Linked DNA regions of Gossypium hirsutum: regions 1 and 2 are each linked to region 3. A link is a contact called in public Hi-C data. All regions are on one chromosome and are shown on one strand. Each heading gives the region's core, a stretch centred on a gene start, on an enhancer-like site or on the middle of the called end of the contact. The rest is flanking DNA. Distances are from core to core; before and after follow the strand shown. Region 1 has its middle 15 kb from the start of LOC121218624. Region 2 holds the start of LOC107955340 (protein ENDOPLASMIC RETICULUM-ARRESTED PEN3). Region 3 holds the start of LOC107962347 (3'-5' exoribonuclease 1).

What was found. A called contact is a pair of places that touch in the nucleus more often than the background predicts.
Region 1: a Hi-C map of leaf shows a contact between it and region 3, with 2.1 times the contacts expected there. The contact joins the enhancer-like site here to the promoter of LOC107962347 in region 3. A contact is called at or near these places in 5 of 34 Hi-C or Micro-C datasets (all in leaf).
Region 2: a contact with region 3 is called in a Hi-C map of leaf, with 2.1 times the contacts expected there. The contact joins the promoter of LOC107955340 here to the promoter of LOC107962347 in region 3. A contact is called at or near these places in 11 of 34 Hi-C or Micro-C datasets (callus, leaf, petal and 1 more).

The regions. Positions count from the first base shown.
Region 1 is chrD06:62,645,761-62,649,324 of Gossypium_hirsutum_v2.1, forward strand. No RefSeq gene overlaps it. Among protein-coding and RNA genes, the nearest start is that of LOC121218624, 15 kb to the right of the region's middle. Within about 2 kb of position 2,226, at least 3 of the 9 cell types and tissues checked have an H3K27ac peak or open chromatin away from gene starts, as enhancers often do. A contact at or near this core is called in leaf, where this site is marked.
Region 2 is chrD06:62,564,856-62,568,154 of Gossypium_hirsutum_v2.1, forward strand. LOC107955340 (protein ENDOPLASMIC RETICULUM-ARRESTED PEN3) reads right to left here and starts at 1,664. Exons shown (of 1, transcript XM_016891090.2): 1 at 1-1,664. The coding sequence starts at 1,385. It overlaps LOC121218622 (protein ELC-like), which reads right to left. Exons shown (of 2, transcript XM_041096117.1): 2 at 2,115-2,247.
Region 3 is chrD06:62,804,745-62,808,012 of Gossypium_hirsutum_v2.1, forward strand. It overlaps LOC107962347 (3'-5' exoribonuclease 1), which reads right to left and starts at 1,313. Exons shown (of 5, transcript XM_016898689.2): 1 at 1,250-1,313; 2 at 1,075-1,159. The coding sequence starts at 1,096. LOC107962348 (hydroxyproline O-arabinosyltransferase RDN2) reads right to left here. Exons shown (of 9, transcript XM_016898692.2): 8 at 3,108-3,221; 9 at 2,550-2,847. The coding sequence ends at 2,785.

The sequences.
Region 1 (3,564 bases), core at 976-3,475, 160 kb before region 3:
TAGATTGTCACCTTGCGGAGCTCGTCAAGCTGGATCATTTTGAAGCTCACACTATTACCGTATCAATAGTTATTTGAACATTTTGAGTCTAGGGTTGTAACATGTATATAAGTGTTTGGATGTATACTTTATTGTATAAAAGTCTTAACGAGTTGGTAACTTGTGATGAATATGACATTTGGTGATAATTTTGGATGTTGATCATGGTATGTGAAGTAGTTAAGTTATTGCCTAGTTGAAATAATATATTTTGTTTGACATGTTTGAAATATGTAATGGTTGATATGTTTTATGTTTAAGGCCTACATGCCATTAATGTATAAAATGACTATTAGTGTATGAAGTGAAGGTGATATGACATGTTTCAAAGGGATATGTCATAAGTAAGGTTTGATAATTACATGACTTGATTGTTAGATTGTAATGGCATTGAGATGGTTAAGTTTAATTGATGAATAAGTGTTGAATACCTTGTTAAGATGTTAAATTTGAATATTTGAGTTTGTTTAGCATGAATTGGAAAGTTTTGAATTAAGAAATGTGATGATTTGTGAACATATTGAATGGTGGTTGTTGGAAACTATGAAATAGGTACCAAATGATTCATTTTTACCAAAAATAGCGTCCACGTCCCAACACCAACCTCTATTGTCTCAACGTCAACCCACAATAAGTGACGTCGCGACGTCGAGTGGCCTAAAGTCTTGACTGACATACTATTTTGGCGATGCCATGACGTGGAAGAGTTGACATCATGATGTCGGCCCTACTTTTAAAACTTTTCAATTTGGTCCTATTTCATGCTTGGGTTGATAAAAGAGCTTTTGTAAGCTCGATTAAGACTTAGGATTGATTGTTTAATATAATTTTGAATGTGATTAACTCTTGTTTGCATGTATAAATGATTATATGTTGTCTGGTTGGTCGTGGTTGCTCCGACAACGAATGCAGCATTCCGTAGCTCGAATCTGATGATTAGGTCAAACGAGGGGTGTTACAACCTTAGTCTCAGAACTTGGGTTTGGCCCAACCCATATTAAAAGTAAATATAATATTAACCAAGTCTAAGGTAAATTCACATTATTTTATTAAACTCTAACTCAAGGCCCACTAATCTTCCAATAATAATACATAAAATCATGGATTCATGCTTCATGCAAACAATTCATCATAGAAATAGCATACTTTACATGCGATCTTTTTTTTACAAAATCAAATCAATTAGCATTTCAGAAATACTTGGATCTCACCCTTTTTTTTATACATATTAGTGATGCATAAGAATCTCAAACAATATAAATACTTATAGCATCGGGATACGGGCAGTAAGACGATAGTAAAAGTAGGCACATGGTATGTTTATGGGAACATGACATACGGTGTGGATAACATCTCAGTACAAAAATATCCTTAAGATTGTTAACAAATATTGCATCAAGTTATCAAACCAAGAATACGAGTTGAATAGATTAAGATGTGTTGGACATTATCCTTAAGGATATTTCGTTGTAGCATATCCCCCAAGATTTCAAAAGCTCTTCTATTATAAAACGAGAACAAAAGTCGATAATAGATCACAATAGAAAAAAAATACTCAACAATCTCTTAAGGATGGAAAGGATGAGCGAGAGGAGAAGAAAATAGTTCTTGAAGTGCATTTAGAGTGAAAGTGAGTCATGATATTTATAGGACATCTATTGGCTACAAATACCAAAAGTATGTTAATTGACTTAGCTAAAAATAGTTTGAAATGATTTAATGAATCTAGACTTGGATAAATATAGAATCAATATTTATCAATAGATTAAGCTATTTTTAGCTTGACAAAATATGTGTTAGTAATTATGTAATTTACTTTTCTTAAACTCTAAAAAATTAAATAAAAAATAATTTAAAAAACAAAAGGGCTCAGACGCCGCAATATATCATGCGCAAATCCACCAATTTACATTACATTGGCCATTTAGGCTCAGCTCTAATTCGCGTGAGTTTACCCTCTCAATTTGGTTTTTACTAGAACAATAAAGCCTAATTCTTTGGTGTTTACTCAAAAAAAGAAGAAGAAGAAATCATATAATTGGAAAGCCTGCTATTAAAGAAGTTAAGGACTTTGAGGCCCCCACAATTCTTTGGGGTCCAAGCCCGCTTATTCGAGCCTTAGGCTTATTTTATTTGGGCTAATATAATAATCGTAATATCATGGTTGAGATGAAGGACTGTTATCTGTAAGGATGGATGCTTTACATTAGAGAATAGGTTTGGGTGGTATGGCAATTGGGCTTCGACATATGCAGCTAAGACCATGTGCCTGCGAATTTAGTAATGACATTAACTACAATTGGTGATGTTTGATTTGGATCGAATTAATTGGTCAAACCGAGAATTAGATAAAGTGTTAGTTTAAGAATTGAGTTAGATCGGTTGATTCACAAATTAGATATATCTCTAATTATAAATTTTAAAGTATAATCCTTAAAAGATTTATTAAATACAATGAAAGTTTTAGGAAAAAAAACATTAAACATTTCCATGTCACATTGATAAATTTGGAATTTAATTATACCAAAATCCATCCTAAATAATCTACATATATCAACCTTAACGAATGCTTACCCTTGATTGAAACCCAATTTAATGTTGACTAAATTACTAGATCATGAGTCTAGCTTTCTCTTCATTTACAGGCAACCATCAATCAACCAAGCAAAGATGATGAGAAAAAAAAAATATCTAAGCTCGTAATCCAGTAAAGTTGACATATAGGGTTATTAGCAATAGACAACAACTTGTATTCTTTAATGATGAATCTTCAATTAAGAGCCAATTTAATGTTGACTTTGTTGAATTATGAGTTTAATGTTCTTTTCATTTGTATGCAATCATTAATTGATGAAGAGATAAAAACTAGACTCATAATCTAACAAAGTCGGCGTAAAAGGGCTATTAGCAATATACAACAACTTGTACTTGCCAATGATCAATCAACATATATTGATCCCTAATTGAGAGCCAAGTTAATGTTGACTTTGCTGAATTATCAGTCTAGTTTTCCTTTTACTTATAAGCAACGGTTAATTTGACTAAATAACGATGACTCATAATCCAACAAAGTCGACATTATAATACTTTTAGCAATAGGTAACAACTTGTATTAGCCAAAACTGGATGAACCGATACTAATTAATTAATCGTTTATAATCAATTCCGATTTATCTAGTTGGTTTACTTAAAAAATTGCTCATCCATAATTGAAAGCCAAGTTAATATCGATTTTACTGAATTATGAGTCTAGCTTTCTTTCTATTTGCATGCAATTATCAATTGACCAAGCAATAATGAAAGCTAAACTCATAATCCAGCAAAATTGACATTACAGCTAACATTATTGGCAATGGCGACCATTCCATATTTCTATATATTTCAAAGGGGATGATGAGAGAGATGAGAGGTAAATGTATTTATAGGGTTCAAAGGCTAATCAAATTCTTGGAGAAGGGAAAATCATCAATAATAAACAATTACATATTAATTACTTATACAAATAGTTTACAATTTTTCCCCAAG
Region 2 (3,299 bases), core at 414-2,913, 240 kb before region 3:
ATCCCTTCCACATTTTCTCTGCTAACAAACAATCTCTCCCCACCTCCTTCAATTCTCTTTATCAACCCTCTCTCCCCCATCTCCACTTTATCCACATAATTCCTCTTCAAACTCACCTCATCTCTTCCATTTTCAGTATCCCCTCTTCGCTCACTCCAACCTCCTCTCTCATTCAATCTCGACCAAACCTCCAATCCTCCATCTTTCCCCACGAATACCTGCCTTTTATAGCAATGCAAATGAACCTCATTCCCACCATAGCTAGCTTCTCTCATGCTAGGATTTGTATCTTCCATATATACCCAAGGATCATCACCTAGTTTACGAATATCTGCCATTGCCAAATCCCCAGATTTTGAACATATCTTGAAGAGTACCGAATCGTCAATATCAACACCGACGTCGGCGAATGAGTCTCCGAACCTGCTGCTCCGCCCCGAACCTGGCTCGTTAGTTTCCCATACCACTTCCTTCCTTCTCGGGTCCCATATCCTAATATAACCCGAGTAACCAAATGCCCCACATGTGACGGCACTTCCGATAACCAAACCAGTTTCCGGTAGCCACGTCACTTTTCCGGGGACTGTGTTCTTGGCGGCGCTTCCTGATTGGCGAGTCAACTCTGATGAGACCTGAAGCGTTGATTTGTCGATAACGAGGACGCTGTTTTCTCTATGGGGACAATCGAATGATACGAAGACCGAGTCGGGTGAGTTAGCGATGGCGCAGACTCGGGCTTTGTATATCCGTGGGTCGTCCTTGTCAGTCCAATGAACTGAACCGGTGTAGCGACGGCTGGAGAGGTCGTAGATATGGAGACCCGATGAGGATTCGGATCCGACAGCGGCTATTTCTGGCCATACCCGGCAAATCGAGGTGATATCATCGAGATGCGTACGGACGGCGGTGGAGTATGATAAGTAGGAATCGTATATTGAAATTTGACCACCGTGAGCGATCCAAAGTGAACCATCTTCTCCGGCGGAGAAAGTGGAAGGAACAGCGTCTGAGGCAGGGCGGATGGTATCGACGATGGCGGCGTCTATGCCATGAAGCGGCGAGGGCAAAGAGGCAGAGCGGAGACGGGACTCCACGCCGTAATAAAGAGCCTCTTCGGCGAGTTCCTGGATAGAGAAGCGGCGGAGGGCGGCGGAAGGGAGGCGGTTAGAGCGGAGGAGGGAGAGAAGGACGGAAAAGATTTCAGGATCCCGGTCAATGAAGATAGGGTTATAGGCAGCTCGGTTGGAAAGGGCAGCAAGGAGGGAATCAGGACCGGCGGACTGGAGGGTGGAGAGGGTAGTTTCAAAAAACTTGCCCCCGACATTGAGCTTTATGCGGCGGCCAGGAGTGGTTGGATTGGAAATTTGGGCAGCCATTGAAGTCATATAATTCAATGATTAGAGCTTTGAGATCCCCTTTAAGAAACCACAGCTTTGTCTGTAAGCTTTAAAGTCGACGCTTTGGGTTAAATATAAAATATGAAAAAGTAGGGAACCTCCCCGAAATCATCGACTTCAACACTGTTACATTTCTCTCAAACATTTCATCGAACAGTCTATAAGCAAATGTTTAACGTTTCTTCCACCACACCGCTCGGCATAATTGAAGGATTAAAGCTTTTCATTAACTTGAAGGATTGGATGGAGAATCGATCATAGATAAATAGTATGCTTCATGATTCGATTTGTAAGCTTACCATGAAACGATTAACGTTGATTTATGTTATTTTAGTTTGCAATCTCATAGTAACATATATCGCCATCGGTACCACTCAAAGAGCTTAACATGCATTCCACCAGCTCACAAAATTACAAAGCTTCACTTCTTTTTTCACCACACTAGTGGGAAAATCCCATCCGCCATTGAAGTAGCTCATCTAAGCTTCCCCACAGCTTTCAATGACACACCGTAGTGTATGTGATCAATGATCCCTCGACAAGACATCTCAAATAAGGCTGACCGAGAAAACCCTCATATAGATTTCGTTCAAATACTATGTAAATGTATTAGGGTCGATTTGATTTTCTGCTCACAAGTTGAAACCTCGTATGCATACATGATTGGAACGATACAAGGGATATGGATTTCGACGGTGCAACACAAGCTATAACATTCTTAAATGCAGTTAGAGAACACCCTTAAATGCAAGCTTTATACTTCAAAATCAATAGACTTGGCAACATCTCCCAGCAATGAAACATAATCAACTATGTTCTTCGAGGAAGTCTCATATTTCCATATCTATGCCTGAATATGCATCGGAGACATGAGTGTTCGAACACAAGAAAATCAAAGAATCGGAAACAAAAAATCTTGGTGACGAGAACAAACAACTTCAGACCTGGAAAATCAACCTCCGGTATAAATGAAAAGTAACCAAACCATATCATCACCAAATAAGTAAAGCAATCATTTTCCATATGTATGATTGTATTTAGAGGAACACCAAAGACGGAAAAAAAAAAGCTCATGGCTGAGAAAAGCATATGGAGCTCCTAATAGTTTCAGATTCCAAACAAAATGATAACCAACTACCCTGACCATGATTTACCACATAAGTTGATCTATGAATAACATCATATTGCTAAAAAATTATAGCACATGTTAGTGTACCTCAACCATTAGAGTAAAAATTCTCCCATACTTGATACCAACCAGTATAAGGAATAATAAACAACCACAATATGGATCCATCAAAACAACACACTGGATTCATCTCAATTATGGCAGCCAAAACTCCTAATTAATTTCTCCAACAAGTAGGGTAAGAAGCAGATTTGCAAGTTCTATTCAAAATTTAAACATAGCAAGAGAACAGTAATTTCACATGCGAAGTTCCAAGACAAAAGCCAATATAAGAAAATATTTACGCTCGGTTTAGTACATTATTTCTCGACTACCATGACAAAAAATTTAACATTTGTAGAAGAGAAAACAAGCTGATTGAAATATATTTTTTATATCTCACTTTCTATAGTAGTGTTGCCAAATTTATAATATATATATTAAGGAACAAGATGACAAGCAAGCTAGAGACAAGATATTACACCAGAGAATTAATATGGAAACTACTACTTGATAACCATGAAGTGATTCTTCAAGTACAAGAGATAAATTAAAAAGGGAAAAAAAACCTTAAAGCAAGAGACCTCGAAGTCTTTAAGGTTTTAAAAATGATGCCTAGGAAATGAAATTAATGGTTATCTCATAAACCTCACAAAAATGGGGGTGAATAAGTGGTTGAAAGTTTAGCCATAAAACTAATACATCATGAAACTGATAGTTCATAGAATATGCCA
Region 3 (3,268 bases), core at 63-2,562:
AGAGGATCAATAAAATCTAAGTCAATCAGTACTTCAGGCACCAAGAGTTTCCAACAGCCTTTTGGGAATCTAAACACGAGAGGCAGCTCATTGAATACAGAAAGAGTAACTCCACTGTGATGGATGTGTATGCCAATGAGGCTATGCAACAAAATAGGGTACCACAAAAACTATGTTAGTCGAACTAGCATGTGAGTGTCAGATACGAGTATGCGTCCAGCATGGGCATATGCTATTTTTTTCTGATTTTTTCTATGTATTTAGAGGGTCCTTGGAGAGTCATCTCCCCATATCTCTGTCTAAAATGTATCTGATACGGGTACGAGAAAAAGGAAGAATTGGGTCAAAGTAGCTTCAAAAGAGTATAAAAGCCTAAATATTTCAAAACATATAGAAATAATCCAACAAGCCACCTAAAGCTTGTCTGCATAATCACTGCTTGCTTAAAAGACAGCTTAGAAAAAAATCTGACCAGCAACATTTACATAATTCTCTTCCAATCATTCCAATAAACAAACAAGAGGTTCAATTTATACATCCCTTTTAGGATCAAACATGCCAACCTTATCAAACAGTTTAGCCAGTAAGCTATTCAATAGTTCTTCATTATCCAATACAAGGTATCACAGGTGTCCAAAATACTACTTAGGCAACACAGTATAATAAATACTTTCAGTTTATCGCATTCGGCATTACATATATGATCAATGGCAGTGCAGAAATTCAATAAAGCGTCAAATTTAAAATGCCATATCTCAAACCAGTCGACTGTGAAACATATCAGACATCTATTGGATCCTAAATTCGATTTAAATTATTCAAATAACACTCAAAACTGAAGCAACCCAGAGCAATAAAAAGAACTAGATTAAAAAATACAAATAAAAAACCCATCAAGACAATGCTGAAAATATCACATTTGTTATAAACCCCATTAATGAAAACACCACAGAAAATTTACATATATATAAATATATAGTCAATCTAAAAAACCGAAACCCATAACTCAAAGCAGATCAAAGTTCCAAACTTTAAACTCAAAAAAAAAAGAACTCTTAAAAATAAAAATATAACCTTTATTTTCAAGGGCCATCATGATCTTGTCTATAATTAAGATCCACAGGCAAGTACATCAGATCCTCTTGTTTTTTTCCCTCACCTATAGAAAATAAATGATACTAAATAAATAAAAGAACCCAAAAAATGGAGCGATTTCGAACAAAAAGAAAAGCGTAGAGAAGAGACTAACCTTGTCTGATGCTAGAGAGAGCAAAAAGAGACAATGGTGAAAAGAAGTTTATGTATATTTGATCTGTACATGGGCCGAGTTCGAACCGGTTCGATTTCGAATCGGGTCGTGGGCTGCCTGCTGCACTGGTTAAAAAACGCTAAATTATGGTATTAGTCCTTTTACTAAACTGAACTTTTAGATTTATTTTTCTCTACTTTTATATTGTTATTAGTAGCTTCAAATTGATAATACAATTAGTCATTGCGTTGTCTATTTTTATTTTTACTATTAGTCCATCACATAATTAAAACTAGGTAGAACTCTAATCAATTATATTTAACCAATAATAAATTTACATTGTCACAATAAGTCACGTAGTAAAATTTGTTCTTGGGTTTCGGGCCTCTCTAGTCTTTATCTTGTACTACCTATATTGTTCGTTTTGTACTGATTGTATTTTTTTATGGGACTTGCGTTTGATACTCATTTGCTTGGAAATTAAATTTTTAGTTAATCAAAAAAATTTAGATTCCCATTAATGGGGTAATGTAAGATTTCGGAATAACATTTACTTTAAAATGATAATCTCATTTTTCAAAATACAAGGGTAATCTCAATACAATTTTTTTCCTTAATAATGTAAAGATTCTCGAAGAAATACCAATTTTACCTTTAAACCATGGGTCTATCCTCTTAATTAATATTTGGATTTAATTATTTGTAACTCATTTCTGTATTTGATTAATATAATTAATTTATTTATTCTTTTTATTTTTATCAAATTAAAATTTAACAATTAATTCATTTTGCATCCTGTTGTTGCGTTTTGATTTCTCTTTGCTTCCCATATTTATATTATTGTATAATTTTTTATGGTTTAAAATATTAGTTTACAAGAAACTTATAGTTTACAAGAATGAACATTTTATAACCTTAGAGGTTCTTGAAAAATCCCTCAAGAATCTCAATCTGTAGACAATTTTAGTCGCTGATTATTTTAAACTAAACCGTTGGATCAGGAGAGTTCAACTACAAATAGAAGTTTTTCCTCTTATTTGTAATTATTTCATTTACTCAAACACCTGATATGTTATCGCTTTCTTTTTTTGTCTTTCATGTTTTATTTTGGTGTCTTAAAAAATTTCCAGAACATTATTTGTTGGGTTAAAGATCTAGGTTTGGGATAGGTATTAGAATTTATTGAAAAAAAAAATTTATTCATAGTATTTCCGGGCCAGTTATGAAGTTTATGAGAAAGCCCAGAATCCAATCCATCAAAGACCATTCTAAGCTAATGGAATCAAAGGGGTAAAGAGTAGAAGCTGGAATTCCATCATGTTTTATTTTTAACGTTCAAACTTAATTCATGTAGCAAAGAGTTTTTGTCATCTCTATTTCACAAACCGTATTGATATTCAACTCTTTTCCTCTTCAAAAAAAATTTGTTAAATGCTTTATCACACTATTACAACTTCATATTTCTTTCATGTTTCAATTCAGCTAAAGGGTATATTCCTACTTCAATTTTCCTTCCTTAACCTATTATCGGACGTTTATTCCGCATCCCAGTTTGGAATGTTAGCCGTTGCTTCGTTCACCATCTTCACAAGCGTCACCTGCAGACACAATAATTCAAGTACATGAAACCGGAGATGAAAAGTTGAACCCAAATGTGCTATGTATGTCTCAACTTGTTTCAGCTGAGTCAAGCTCAAAAAAGAATGCCGTATGACTTGGCTCCGCTGAACGATCCATAGTCACCAACAAAACAAAGACTATCTCAAACCTAACGGAAAACACAATACAAACACCGCAATATCGGTCCCTAAGATTGGTCTTATACCATTTCTTAATACTTATATTTGTAAATACGTACCACGCTTTCTGGGACCCCTGGAGGAGGCAAGGGGAGATTTCGTGGTGGTGGTCCTCGTAGAAACGATCTCTTGTCAAATCGCCACTCACCGATTTTACCATATGTTAACTCACCCTGAATGTAAAATGAAGGCAATCTTGAAACATGTTAACATTTAAAAT